Linked DNA regions of Capra hircus: region 2 is linked to region 1. Evidence: chromatin contacts called from public Hi-C data. All regions are on one chromosome and are shown on one strand. Each heading gives the region's core, a stretch centred on a gene start, on an enhancer-like site or on the middle of the called end of the contact. The rest is flanking DNA. Distances are from core to core; before and after follow the strand shown. Region 1 has its middle 34 kb from the start of CBX6. Region 2 holds the start of LOC102184324 (DNA dC->dU-editing enzyme APOBEC-3C).

Region 1 (5,875 bases), core at 1,250-3,749:
CTAGGCAGTGTATCTCTTCTAACTGGCAGCTTTGAAGACTTTATTCCTGATGTTCTGAAGCTTCATAGTGGCATTTTTTGGTGTGTGTGTGAGAGAGAGCGCGACAGAAATGGAGTTGGGGGTGGAAGGAGATGGGTGAAAGCGGGCAAGTCTTTGAACAAATATATCAAAATTGTGAGACCGTTAGTACTTTGTCTTTAGTCTCTTTCCCGCTGTTCTGACCTTTCTACAGAAGCTTTTTGTTTTTTCAGTGGCCCGGAGATGGTTGGTGCTAAGTGTGTAGGGAACACACCAGGCAGGTGCATTCTCTGTACCTAAGCCAACTCATACTTGTGCTGAGCTGGGGCAGTGATGCCAACTTCTGCCAGGCTGTGGCCTCTGTCCTTTTAAGGGGAGCTACAATATAAAAACAGTGACAAATGTGACCTCTTTCCAATTATCTTCCCTCTTTCCCTTTCTCAGGCTTGTTTATTCCCTCAGACCTTCCCAGAGAAGTTAGATAAACTACTGTGTGTATGTGTTCTCCGTCACTCAGTCGTGTCCAGCTCTTTGAGACCCCATGGGACTGTAGGCTGCCAGCTCTTCTGTTCATGGAATTTTCCGGGCAAGAATACTGAAGTGGGTTGCCATTTCCTACTCCGGGGGATTTCTTCCTGACCCAGGGATCAAACCAGTGTCTCTTGCATCCTCTGCATTGGCAGGCAGGATCCCTGGGAAGCCCCAGATAAACTGTTAGAGAAATGCAAATCGAAACTACAGTGAGGTGCCACCTCCCACGGGTCAGAGTGGCCACCATCAGAAAGTCTGCAAGTAATAAATGCTGGAGGGGGGTGTGGAGAAAAGGGAGCCCTCCTACACTGTTGGTGGGAGTATAAATGGGTGCAGCCACTATGGGAAATGGTGTGAAGGTTCCTTAAAAACACTAGAAATAGAGTTGCCATACGATCCAGCAATCCCACTCCAGGGCATATATCCAGACAAAACTATAATTCAAAAAGACACATGCACCCCTCTGTTCATAGCAGCACTAATTACAACAGTCAAGACATGGAAATAGCCTAAATGTCCATCGACAGATGAACATTTGCAGCAACATGGATGGACCTAGAGATTATTCTACTAAGTGAAGTAAGAAAGAGAAAGACAAATACCATATGATATCAATTATATGTGGAATCTAAAATATGATGCAAATGAACTTATCTTTGGAACTGAAACAGACTTACAGAGAGAACAGACTTGTGGTTGCCAAGGGGGCAGGGAGACGAGGGAGGCATGGACTGCGAGTTTGGGATTAGTAGATACAAACTATTAAATATAGAATGGATAAAGAACAACCCGCTGTATATATAGAGCACGGGGAACTATATTCAATATTCTGTGATAAACCATAATGGAAACGAATATGAAAAAGGATGCATATATACATGAATAACGGAATCACTTTGCTGTACCGCAAAAATGAACACATAGTAAATCATGAAGTACTGAAATACTTCAATAAAATAAATTGGAAAAAAAAAAAGAAGTTGGCTCAGCACAGTAATTGGAGGATGTGATGGCCATCAGGACTACATTAGAGCTCTCCCATTATCCTTGTTCCTGCCCCTGCTGAAGTTTTATTTTCCCACACCTTTGGGGTTAGGTGTGAGCATGGGATTTGCTTTGGCCAATGAGAATGGGAGCAAAAGTGACACACCACTTTCTGGCAATAGTTTTAAGAGCTGGAGAGTGATGTACAGTGTCCCTGCCAGGTTGCTGAGTGATCAGGTGGAGCCTCGGTGGCTTCAGCCTGCATCCAGGAGGCTGGCGAGCACTACCGGATAAAAGGGTCCCCTAGACCCCAAGAAAAAGATTCCACTGATTTAAGCCATTGAGATTTCAAGGACTGATTGTTCCTGCGGCATAACTAGCCTTCTTCTGACCCAGAGGGGTGGGGGCACGTAAAAATGAAGAACACGGATCCCTTTGCCAGATTCGCTTTCTGAGAGCTTAACCTTATCTGCGACCCGAAGAATCTCATGAGCGGGCCTGCCCTCCACCCCCGCCTCCCGACTCCCCAAGGTTTTCTTTTTTTTTTTTTTTCAGAGAAGTACATTCGAATATTCTCAACCTCTTATTATTCTATTCTTTCATTTTCTGTTTGCCAATCACACATCCAAAATCAGGGCTACTCTCAGTACATCATTTTATCGGTATGGATTTTCAACAAGCAAAAATAATCCCCAAAGCCTTTTTTTTTTTTAAATTTTCTTTTTTAAACAAAACCAAAGCTTGATGTTGAGTCAATCGTCTCGCGTACCAAGGAAGGATCTATGCAATATTCAGAGATTTCCGGTGCGCGGCGCTGCTGCGCAATAGGCCGAGTCCCTGGTATCGCCGCCCCTGACGCCGAGCCTTGTTCTACCCTGGCACGGATGTCGCTGGGCATGGGGAGGGCAGGGTGCGGGACCGGCTGCGACCCTGGCTAGCTGGATGGCAACGGGCGCCCAGCCCGGCCCCAGCACACCCCAGAGACGCGCCTGGCCGCCCTACGCGCGCGCCACCTGCGCCCCCGACTCGCTGTCGCCCCCCGTCGGGCTGCGGCCGGAACAGCAGCGAGCGGCGGACCTGCCCCCGCAGCCACGCCGGAGACCTAGCGGCTGGGAGGGAGGGATCGGGCCGCTGCAAGAACCTGGCCATGCGGTCAGAAGGCAGGTTTACGAAGAGGTTGGCGTCAAAGGAAAATGAGGGAGACGCCTAGGCAGAGGAGATCTGCACCAAGACGCCAAGTTGTTAACCTTTTTGAAGAATACGATGGCCGCTACAATTCGAGTGCTGTTACTACAGGGGACATCGGGGCCACGGTTTTGAACACGAGATCTTGTGCCATAAATGCGGCGCAGGACACGTGTTTATGTCCCGACTGTCACTGAAATAGTAGACGATTGGAGAAATTCTGTGAATATGGCGAGGAGAATGATTCCACGTGGAAGAGGCAATCACGGTTCTCGAAAATCTGCCAAGCGAGAGCCGAGCTGTTTTCCAGCGATGGAGATGCCACGCCCCTTTCCTGCAGACCACTTGCTTGTGACTCTGCACGGTCCTGGGGTTCCAGCGAGCGTCAGGGAGGAAGAAGGACCGGACACCGCCAACAGTCGGCTTTATTATCCTTGGCAAACATCTGAAGGACACTTGCAAACTGAATTTGCCACGCAGGGTTTTTGAAACAATTTGCCTGTTTCCCACATGCTTGAAATCCTCTTTTAAAAAATTGTGTAAAATATTGTAAAAGGCCAAAGTCACTTGGATTAAAAAAAAAATTTAGGTGCCTTAACTCTGCCCCCGCCCCCTTGTGTTTTTGGGGGAGGCCATTGGACACCAGTCTGTGGTTTGTTTTCTCGTGGTGGCTTCTCCAAGTCAGAGCCACTTCCTGTGGGTATATTTTCCCATTTTCTTTCTCACAGCAGTTACATTTTCAGCCACTCCTTTGAGGGGAGGGGAGACTGGTGAAAATGCTCCTCTGGCACCTCGAGAAATTTTCCATCCATTCCAAAACTCGCTTGGTAGGATCACCATCTTAATTTACAGATTTCAGGTTTGGACTGGTGTTGTATTGTCCAGCATTTATTCTGACAAATGATGTCACTTGGCTTTTCTCAGGAATTTGTCAACTCATTTGCTTCAGTTTTCACAACGAGTGTTTTGCCACTGGTTACCTCCTACGAGTATTTCCTCTAATAACTTAAGGGTTAATTACTTATGTTAATGATTTTATTTATTTACTCTAATTTTATTTTTGGTTGTGCTGAGTCTTCCTTGCTGAGCATGGGCTTCTCTTTGCAGTGGCTTCTCTTGAAGCTCAGGCTTCAGTCGTTATGGCACACAGCATAGTTGCCCCATGGCACGTGGAATTGTCCCAGGATTGAACCCGTGTCCCTTGTATTGGTAGGTGGATTCTTAACCACTGGACCATCAGGAAAGTCCTGAAGAGTGACTTAATGCAAAGCGTAACTCTGTAGAGCTGGGGACTTCTCGGAAGGTATTAACAAAGGTTCATCAGTTTCTACTTGCTGTCAGCGCTGTTTGCATGACTAATTGACTAAGGTGACTTTCTTGCTAATCTACTGTTGCAGACGTATCAGACTGCACACAGAGGGACCTTTGATGGCCCGATCTTCTCGGGATTCTTGACAGATAACTATTTCTCATAGCTAATTTTGGGGACACTGTAAAACTAAGGGTTTTTTGTCTTCTTTCTACCTTTGGGGCTTCCCTGGTGGCTCAGATGGTAAGGAATCCGCCTGCGATGCAGGAGACCTGGGTTCAGTCCCTGGGTCAGGAAGATCCCCTGGAGAAGGGAATGGCTACTCACTCTATCCAAAATACACAGGTATTTTGTGTATTATCTGAAGTTCCTGCACTTGCACCAACCAAGTTAGAAATGAGGAAGGAGGAAGGAAAATCCTTTGAACGAGATGTGGGATGGGAGCATAAGAAAGACCATCTTGTAGGTAGATTACTCTTTTTGCAAATAGTTTAAGTGATAAATAGTGACTAAAACGGTAGAAAATAAACATGGCTAGAATATTTTTGTCCTACAAGTTGTTAACCTTTTAAAAATATAATTGCTACTAAAAATTGAGTGCTGTTACACTTAAGGAAAATTAGTGTCACTGATGTGGAAAGGAGGTCTTGTGCCATAAATGTAGCTGAACTAAAGATGAACTTTAGCTCACAAATTGATGCTATTTAAGGAATGAGTACAGCAGAAAATAGCTTTTAACCATAGACATGGTTTCATTCTAAATCATTGGTTCCCAGCCTCTTTTTGGCACCAGGGACTGGTTCTGTGGAAGACAGTTTTTCCACGGACCAGGGTGGGGTGGGGTGGGGTGGGGTGGGGTGGTGGTTTCCGAATGATTCAAGTGTGTTACATTTTTTTCCTGCACTGATCTGATAGGAGACAGAGCTCAGGTGATAATGTGAGTAATGGGAGTGGCTGTAAATATGCAGATGAAACCACTCGTTTGCCCAGCTGCTCACCTCCAGCTAGCTGTACTGCCCAGTTCCTAAAAGACCATGTACCGGAGCCAGTCTGTGACCCCGGTTGGGGATCCCTGAGTGTGATCAGATATGGTCATCCAGAAGTCTGCTATTTTTCTTTGTATGGAAAGTGATGTGTTCTGAATTTTTTTTCTTAAGCAAGCATTTAAAACCCCGCAAACTGACTTCTATTCATCTTTAATGGACCGAGATTTTTTTTTCTCTCAGTCATCCCTCAAAATTCTTTACGATATAGACCCACACAGCAGAGACACTAGACTGTTTTTGCATAAGACTGTTTCCACCTGAAACACTGTCATAACCACTCGGGTTTATCTTATGCATAATGTCCTTAGGGGTAGTAATCATTGTTTAGTCACTAATTTGTGTCTGTGTCTGACTCTTTGCTACCCCATGGACTGTAGCCTGCCAGGCTCCTCTGTCCGTGGGATTTCCCAGGCAAGAATACTGGAGAAGGTTGTCATTTCCTTCTCCAGGGAATCTTCCTGACCCAAGAATCCTGTGTCTCCTGCTTAGCAGATGGGTTCTTTACCCCCGAGTCACCTGGGAAGCCAGAGGTAGTAACGCATGGCCCTATTTTATATACTCTTGAACCCCCTTCTTTTTTTTTTCTTGAACCCTTTTTAAAATAATTTTTTTTTTTATTGATTTTTGGCTCTGCTGGGTCGTGGTTGCTGTGTGGGCTTTCCTCTAGCTGCAGCCAGTGGGGGCTGCGCTCTAGCTGCAGTGCACCAGCTTCTCACTGTGGTGGCTCCTCTTGTTTTGGAGCGTGGGCTCCAGGCTTGTGGGCTCAGTAATTGCAGCTCCTGGGTGAAGTTGCTCTGAGGCA
Region 2 (5,875 bases), core at 1,076-3,575, 53 kb after region 1:
AGGTAAACTTTTTTTTTTTTTTTCAGCAATTTGGCAGTGAGTGCCAAGTAAGGCATTTTATTCCCACAAGGAGATGTCCATCCTCTAAGGGCAGCAAAAGCCCAGCTAAAACAAGCCATGTTCCAGGCCTCCGGGTGAGGTATTGTAGCAATGAACACGACCTCTGGGAAGGCAGGTGCAGGGCAGTTTCAGCTCTGGGTGTTAAGCAGCAACTAGCGTATTGAGAGCAGTATTACACCGTCATTGTCCAGGCGGCAACCAAAGCAATCTTGTGGGTTACAGGCTGGTCTGGGCTAAAAGTCTGTGTCACTTGTGCACAGTGAACATTTGTGTGCAAATTTGTATGTTGAAGCCCTGTTTTTGAGTCCAAACTCATACTGCTCTCCACGGTATATGCTGATAAATTGAGAGAAGAGGTGTCGGGGCAAGGAATAGTGACTGTATTAGGAAAGCCTGCAGACCAAGAGCACGGTGGACTAGTGTCCCAAAGAACCACCTTATCCGAGTTAGAATTCAGGCTTCTTTAATCCTAAAAGGGGGAGGGGGGATGTCGCTGGTTGTTGTGAGAATCCTTTGTTCTTGCAGCTGTCCAGGTAAATCTGGTCCCCATGTTCCTGTAACCCTCCAACAAGATAGCTGTTACTTTCTGTTCTGCAACTTTTAATCTCTATGCGAATGGGAAAGGGCCTTTAAAGGTCAGAGGCTGGCTGGAGACTGGTCTGTCACATATAGTCCTGGCTCTAGGCAGCATTCTTATATCCGTGTGTGTCTGTGTTTAATCTTTATTGATTGATTTTCCCTTTTTTTCGTTTTGGCTGTGCTGCAAGGCATGTGAAGATCTTAGATTCCCGATCACGGATTGAACCCTACCGTGGTGGTGAAAGCGCCAAATCCCAGCCACTAGACCACCAGGGAACTCCTTGACTTCCCCCTTTTCAAAAGTGCCAACAAAGTGATATTTACAAAAAATCGTGTGGTTAGTCTGGGGCCAGCATCCACCACTCCTGCTTTAGAGTGGGACCCAGAACCTGAATCCATGGGAAATTCCAAGCAACATTGGTTTAAAAGGCTGCAGAGCCAGCGTGACTGAGTGCAGGCTGCAGAGGTCAAGGGTTCGAGCTAAAGGAACAGATTCAACCTGGAGTCAGGTTTGTTCTTCTCTGTATAGCCCGAACACCAAGCAGGCTGGAACTTGGAGGTGGGAATGATTTCGGATGCGGTCAGGAGCAAACGGCAGCACCCGGCAACTGGAAGCAAGATCTTCATTTTCCAGACCAGGAGTCCTAACCCCTGGACCACAGGAGTCAGCAGGTAAGACTAAGGTTCCTAGTCTTGCCTGCCTAATCAAGAATGAATTCAGGCAAGGAGGCAGAAGGTAAAGAGTAAAGTAAAAAGGTTATTGAAAAGAAGAAGTACATTCAGAAAGGCATGGGGGTGAGCTCAGAGAGAGAGAAATTAGCAACTTTGGGAAGTTTAAATCCTTTATAATAAATCCTTCATAAAAGGGCAGTTTTCCAGGTCTATGTCTTCCCTCAAGCCAATCGCCTTACTTTGTCCTCCCTGGTTAATTTGTCTCAGGACCCTCCCCTGGGGTGCACACGCCCACCCTAGCCAAGTTGGATCTTGAAGTGAAGGCTTCTGGGAGGAGCAAGACTCATCATGGCTTGGAATTATCCTCTGACTTTTGATTCCAAGGCTTCCCTGGTGGCCCTGGGTCGGGAAGATCTCCTGGCAAAGGAAATGACAACCCCCTCCAGTATTCTTGCCTGGAGAATTCCAAGGACCGAGGCGCCTGGCGGGCTACAGTTCATGGGGTCGCTAAGAGTCAGGCAACTAAATACTTTTCTACTTTCTTTCTTGACTCCAAGGAGAGTTTCTGTGTTTGTAGGGTCTCCTCTGTCAGACAGGGTTTTTTTCCTTTCATTGTCCTTGTCGTGATTATCCCCTTGAGGGACGAGTCAAAGATTGGCTATTGACCCTGTAAATTCCTTAACTGGAACCCACCTATCTCTTATCTCAGGAAATGCAACCAGAAGGGTGGCTTATTGTAAATTTCCAACCTGGAGCCCACCAGTCTCCTTCCTCATAAGGGCCACACTCCCTCATGGCGTCCATTAATTCAACAGGCAGGTGTAGAGCGAGGCGCAGATTTGGGCTGGGTGAGGGCGTAGGGTGGAGAGGGATCCAGCCTGCCCTCCCCCGGTGGGAGCGGGGCCGCGGTCTGCTCTCTTCAGCCAGGGTCTGGCCCATCCCCCTCTTGGGCATCTTTACTTTCTCTTTCCCTTTGCAGTAACGTCAGGTCCTACCCCATGGAGGGGCCTGGCCCCATCAGAGGCTGAGCTCAGCCAAGAGGGAGGGCCCAGGGGAAGGTGGATCTGAGCCTGAGGAAGCAAAGCACCCCGGGGGCCCTCCCACCCGGGGCCCTCCTCCCACCCCCGGTGCCAAAGCAGGAAGGAGGGCGGGCTTCCGCAGAGCCGGCCTGGGAGGTCACTCACAGATAAGGGGTTTTTCTATCCGAGAGTCCTGAGAGAGGAAGTGGAGCCCCCGCACTCAAGACAAAGGCCAGGGCTGCAACCAGCCTGCGGAGGCTACAGCCAGATGCCCTGGATCAGGTACTGCTGCCCGCCCGCTCTGTCTACTGGGCCCCCTCTCCCGAGGTCTCTAGGGCTGTGTCTTGTCCCTCAGCCTCCTTCTCCCTGAAGTCTCTGCAGCTCCAGCCCCGTTCTTTTTTCCCCCTCTGGCACCTTTTCTGAAAGGACCCTCTCCCACTTGGAGTCTGCCCTGTTCCGGGGATGGGGCGCCCACTCTTGCTTCGAACTGGCCCCTCCCACACCTCCACGCCTCTCTGAGGGTCCTCTGGCCCAGCTCCCAGTCTGAAATGCTGTCGGGCGAGTTCTCTTGGCCAAAGGATGGCTGAAGCAGCTGGTGGATTGTGTTTACAGCACTCCGATCCATTTTCTCTACTGTTTAGACCACTGTAAGCACAGTGTGAGAATACTTTTCTGAGGCAAGTAGAGACATCCCTTCTTCCAAGGATACCTCAGCTCTGAGCAGAAAAATAAATGGTTTTATTTACAACCATTGGTTTAAATAAATCCATTAAATGGTTTACAACCTGGCCACACCTTAGGTGACCACGCTTCACGTTTATACCTGTACCACGAGCCTAGAATCGAGGAAAGATCAGAGGAAGTGCTCCTGTTTTAAAAGTGAGAAAGAAAGAAAGCCACATCCAAGACTTCACATAGCTGCAAGGTCACAGATGGCACAGCAGGAAATGGCCTGGTCTGGCCCAGCTCCATCACTTATTGCTGTGTGACTTGGGCGGGCTACTTGCCCCCTCTGTATCCCTGCTTCCTCCTCTATAAAATGGGCTTGGCTCCCGTGGATTTTGGGGGAGGAGTCGATGAGTTCAGATACAGGGAGCAGTTGAAACAGTAGCCTGAGCTGGTGAGTTTAGGTGTTAACCTCACATTAAAAAACTGAAACAACTATTGATACCATGTATAAAATAGATAACTAAGGAGAACCTACTCTACAGCTCAGGGAACTCCACTGGGTGCTCTGTGACAACTTAAATGGGAAGGAAATCCAAAAGAGCTCGGATGCATGCTTGTGTATGGCTGATTCACTCTGCCGGACCATAGAAACTAACACAATGTTACAAAATAACTTTACTCCAACAAAAATTTACACAAGCAAACAAATGCACAAGTGAAAAGTCAGGGGTGAATGGAACTGAAATGTCAAAGGCTATTATTTTGTAGTGCAGAGGTTTTTATTACTTTTTTAATGTTTTACTAATGGTAGGCAGGAAAACTGGAGTGGGGATTAGGGTGCTATAGGAAAGAGCAGAGCCTGGGCCCCAGGGGGAGGCGTCACCCACCCTGCTGACCCAGCATCGTCTCCTCTTCCCCAGTCTTCCTTCCTGCCTGCAAAGGCAGCAGGAAATTCCCAAGGCCCAGGAGGGTTGCTGGGAAGCTGAGCACCAAGAGTGGCCAGGGTGTTGCACTCAGGAGACACCAGCTGGGAGGAATGCCCAGGTAGAGGTGGAAGGGGGCGCTTTCTGCATTTTCTCTTTTCTCTTTTTATCTCCAGCGACCACGTGGCGAGGTTAGATCCTGAAACCTTCTACTTCCAGTTTCACAACCTACTCTATGCCTATGGGCGGAACTGCTCCTACATCTGCTACCGGGTGAAAAGATGGAAACACCGCTCACCTGTCTCCTTCGACTGGGGGGTCTTTCATAACCAGGTACGGGCCCCAGGAAACTCATCGCATTTATTTGGTGCCTTAGAATTGCAGATTCAAGTGCCGCTGGCATTGTGTCCCGCCAAGGGAGGAAAAGCCCGGGAGCAGGGAGTGGATGGGCAAACTGTCGAAGTTTCAGGATCCTTGCACAAGTCGTTTTCCCAAAGTTGTGACCGGGGGATATAATCACAACTGCCATTCATTCGTTCTCAGACTGTGTCATGTCAGATACTAGGAAAATTCCTTTCGCAGTGTGTCCAGTTTTTATCAAAAATGCAGTTATAGGGACATCCCTGGCGGGCCAGTGGTTAAGACTCAGTGCTCCCAGGGCAGGGGGCATGGAAAACTAACATCCTGCAAGCAGTTTGGTGGGGCCTAGATAAATAAAAGAATGCAGATATAGCAGTGATGGGGCTTCCTGGATGGTTCAAGCCCTAAAGAATCTGCCTGCAGCGCAGAAGATGCGGGACACACGGGTTCTTTTCCGGGTTTGGGAAGATCACCTGGAGAAGGAAATGGCAGCCCACTCCAGTATTCTTGCCTGGAAAATTCCATGGACAGAGGAGCCTGGTGGGCTACAGTCCTTGGGATGGCAAAGAGTTGGACAAGCAGAGGCACACCGCAGTGATAGTGTCCGATGTCTTTGCCCAGGGTAATAGTTCCAATCTAGTTCCTGTTTTGGTGTCCCTCTGTCACAGGTAATATAAAGGTTCATAAGCCAGTTGATAATGTGGAGAAAATTGTAATCAGTCCTATGCCATTTGGAGGCTCTCAGGGAATTCTGTGTCTTTCCATACATTTTCCTAAGTCCTTGGCCTGTGAAGTCTCTACTTGACGCTCCTGAAACCTCATACTGGATGGCAGTTGACATCCCACCAGGCTTTGTTTAGAGTCTGCTGGTGGTGGGTCTCTGAGTTGTCATCGAGCTTGGCCTTTAGCTTTGGAGGAAAGCATGTGGGCCTCCCTGGTGGCTTGGTGGTAAAGAATCCGCCTGCCAGTGGAAGAGATGCAAGAGACATGGGTTCCATCCCCGGGTCGGGAAGGTCCCCTGGAGAAGGGAATGGCAGCCCACTCCAGTATTCTTGCCTGGGAAATCCCATGGACAGAGGAGCCTGGCGGGCTACAGTCCATGGGGTCACAAAAGAGTTGGACACGACTTAGCGACTTAACAACAATGACGTGTTTAGGAAGTCTGGTCTATTGTGTTCCAGTGCCGATCAGACCCTAGTAGCTGCTCTGCTGGTTGGGTCCTCGCCTGCCACACCCATTCCGCTTCTGAGCCTAGGGCTTGGGATCTCACAGGGGAGACCCGCGACCTTCATCCTGCCTGTCAGCCAGCTGGCTTTGAGCACATGGCCAGGTCTCCTGGATGACCACTGCAGCATCAGCAGTGCCTAATAAGTCCACTGTCCTGCGGCTCCTGTGTCAACATCTCACCAGTCCTGCAAAATGTCCCCCACCCACCTGCAGCCTTTTCAGAACCTGCCTGGGGAAGGCAGCTGTCATGGGCTGGGTGGGGTAGGAGTGTGTGCCATAGCAATATTACCCATCAAAATATAATCCAAGTCATACATGTCATCTGACTTTTTCTACTACCCAGTATTCAAAAGGTTAAGAGAAATC

What was found. A called contact is a pair of places that touch in the nucleus more often than the background predicts.
Region 2: a contact with region 1 is called in a Hi-C map of blood, with 2.3 times the contacts expected there. The contact joins the promoter of LOC102184324 here to the enhancer-like site in region 1. A contact is called at or near these places in 3 of 5 Hi-C or Micro-C datasets (all in blood).

Annotation. Positions count from the first base shown.
Region 1 is chr5:109,427,597-109,433,471 of ARS1.2, forward strand. No RefSeq gene overlaps it. Among named protein-coding and RNA genes, the nearest start is that of CBX6, 34 kb to the left of the region's middle. Within about 2 kb of position 2,500, at least 1 of the 5 cell types and tissues checked has an H3K27ac peak or open chromatin away from gene starts, as enhancers often do.
Region 2 is chr5:109,480,957-109,486,831 of ARS1.2, forward strand. It overlaps LOC102184324 (DNA dC->dU-editing enzyme APOBEC-3C), which reads left to right and starts at 2,326. Exons shown (of 8, transcript XM_013964351.2): 1 at 2,326-2,612; 2 at 4,099-4,255. The coding sequence starts at 2,599.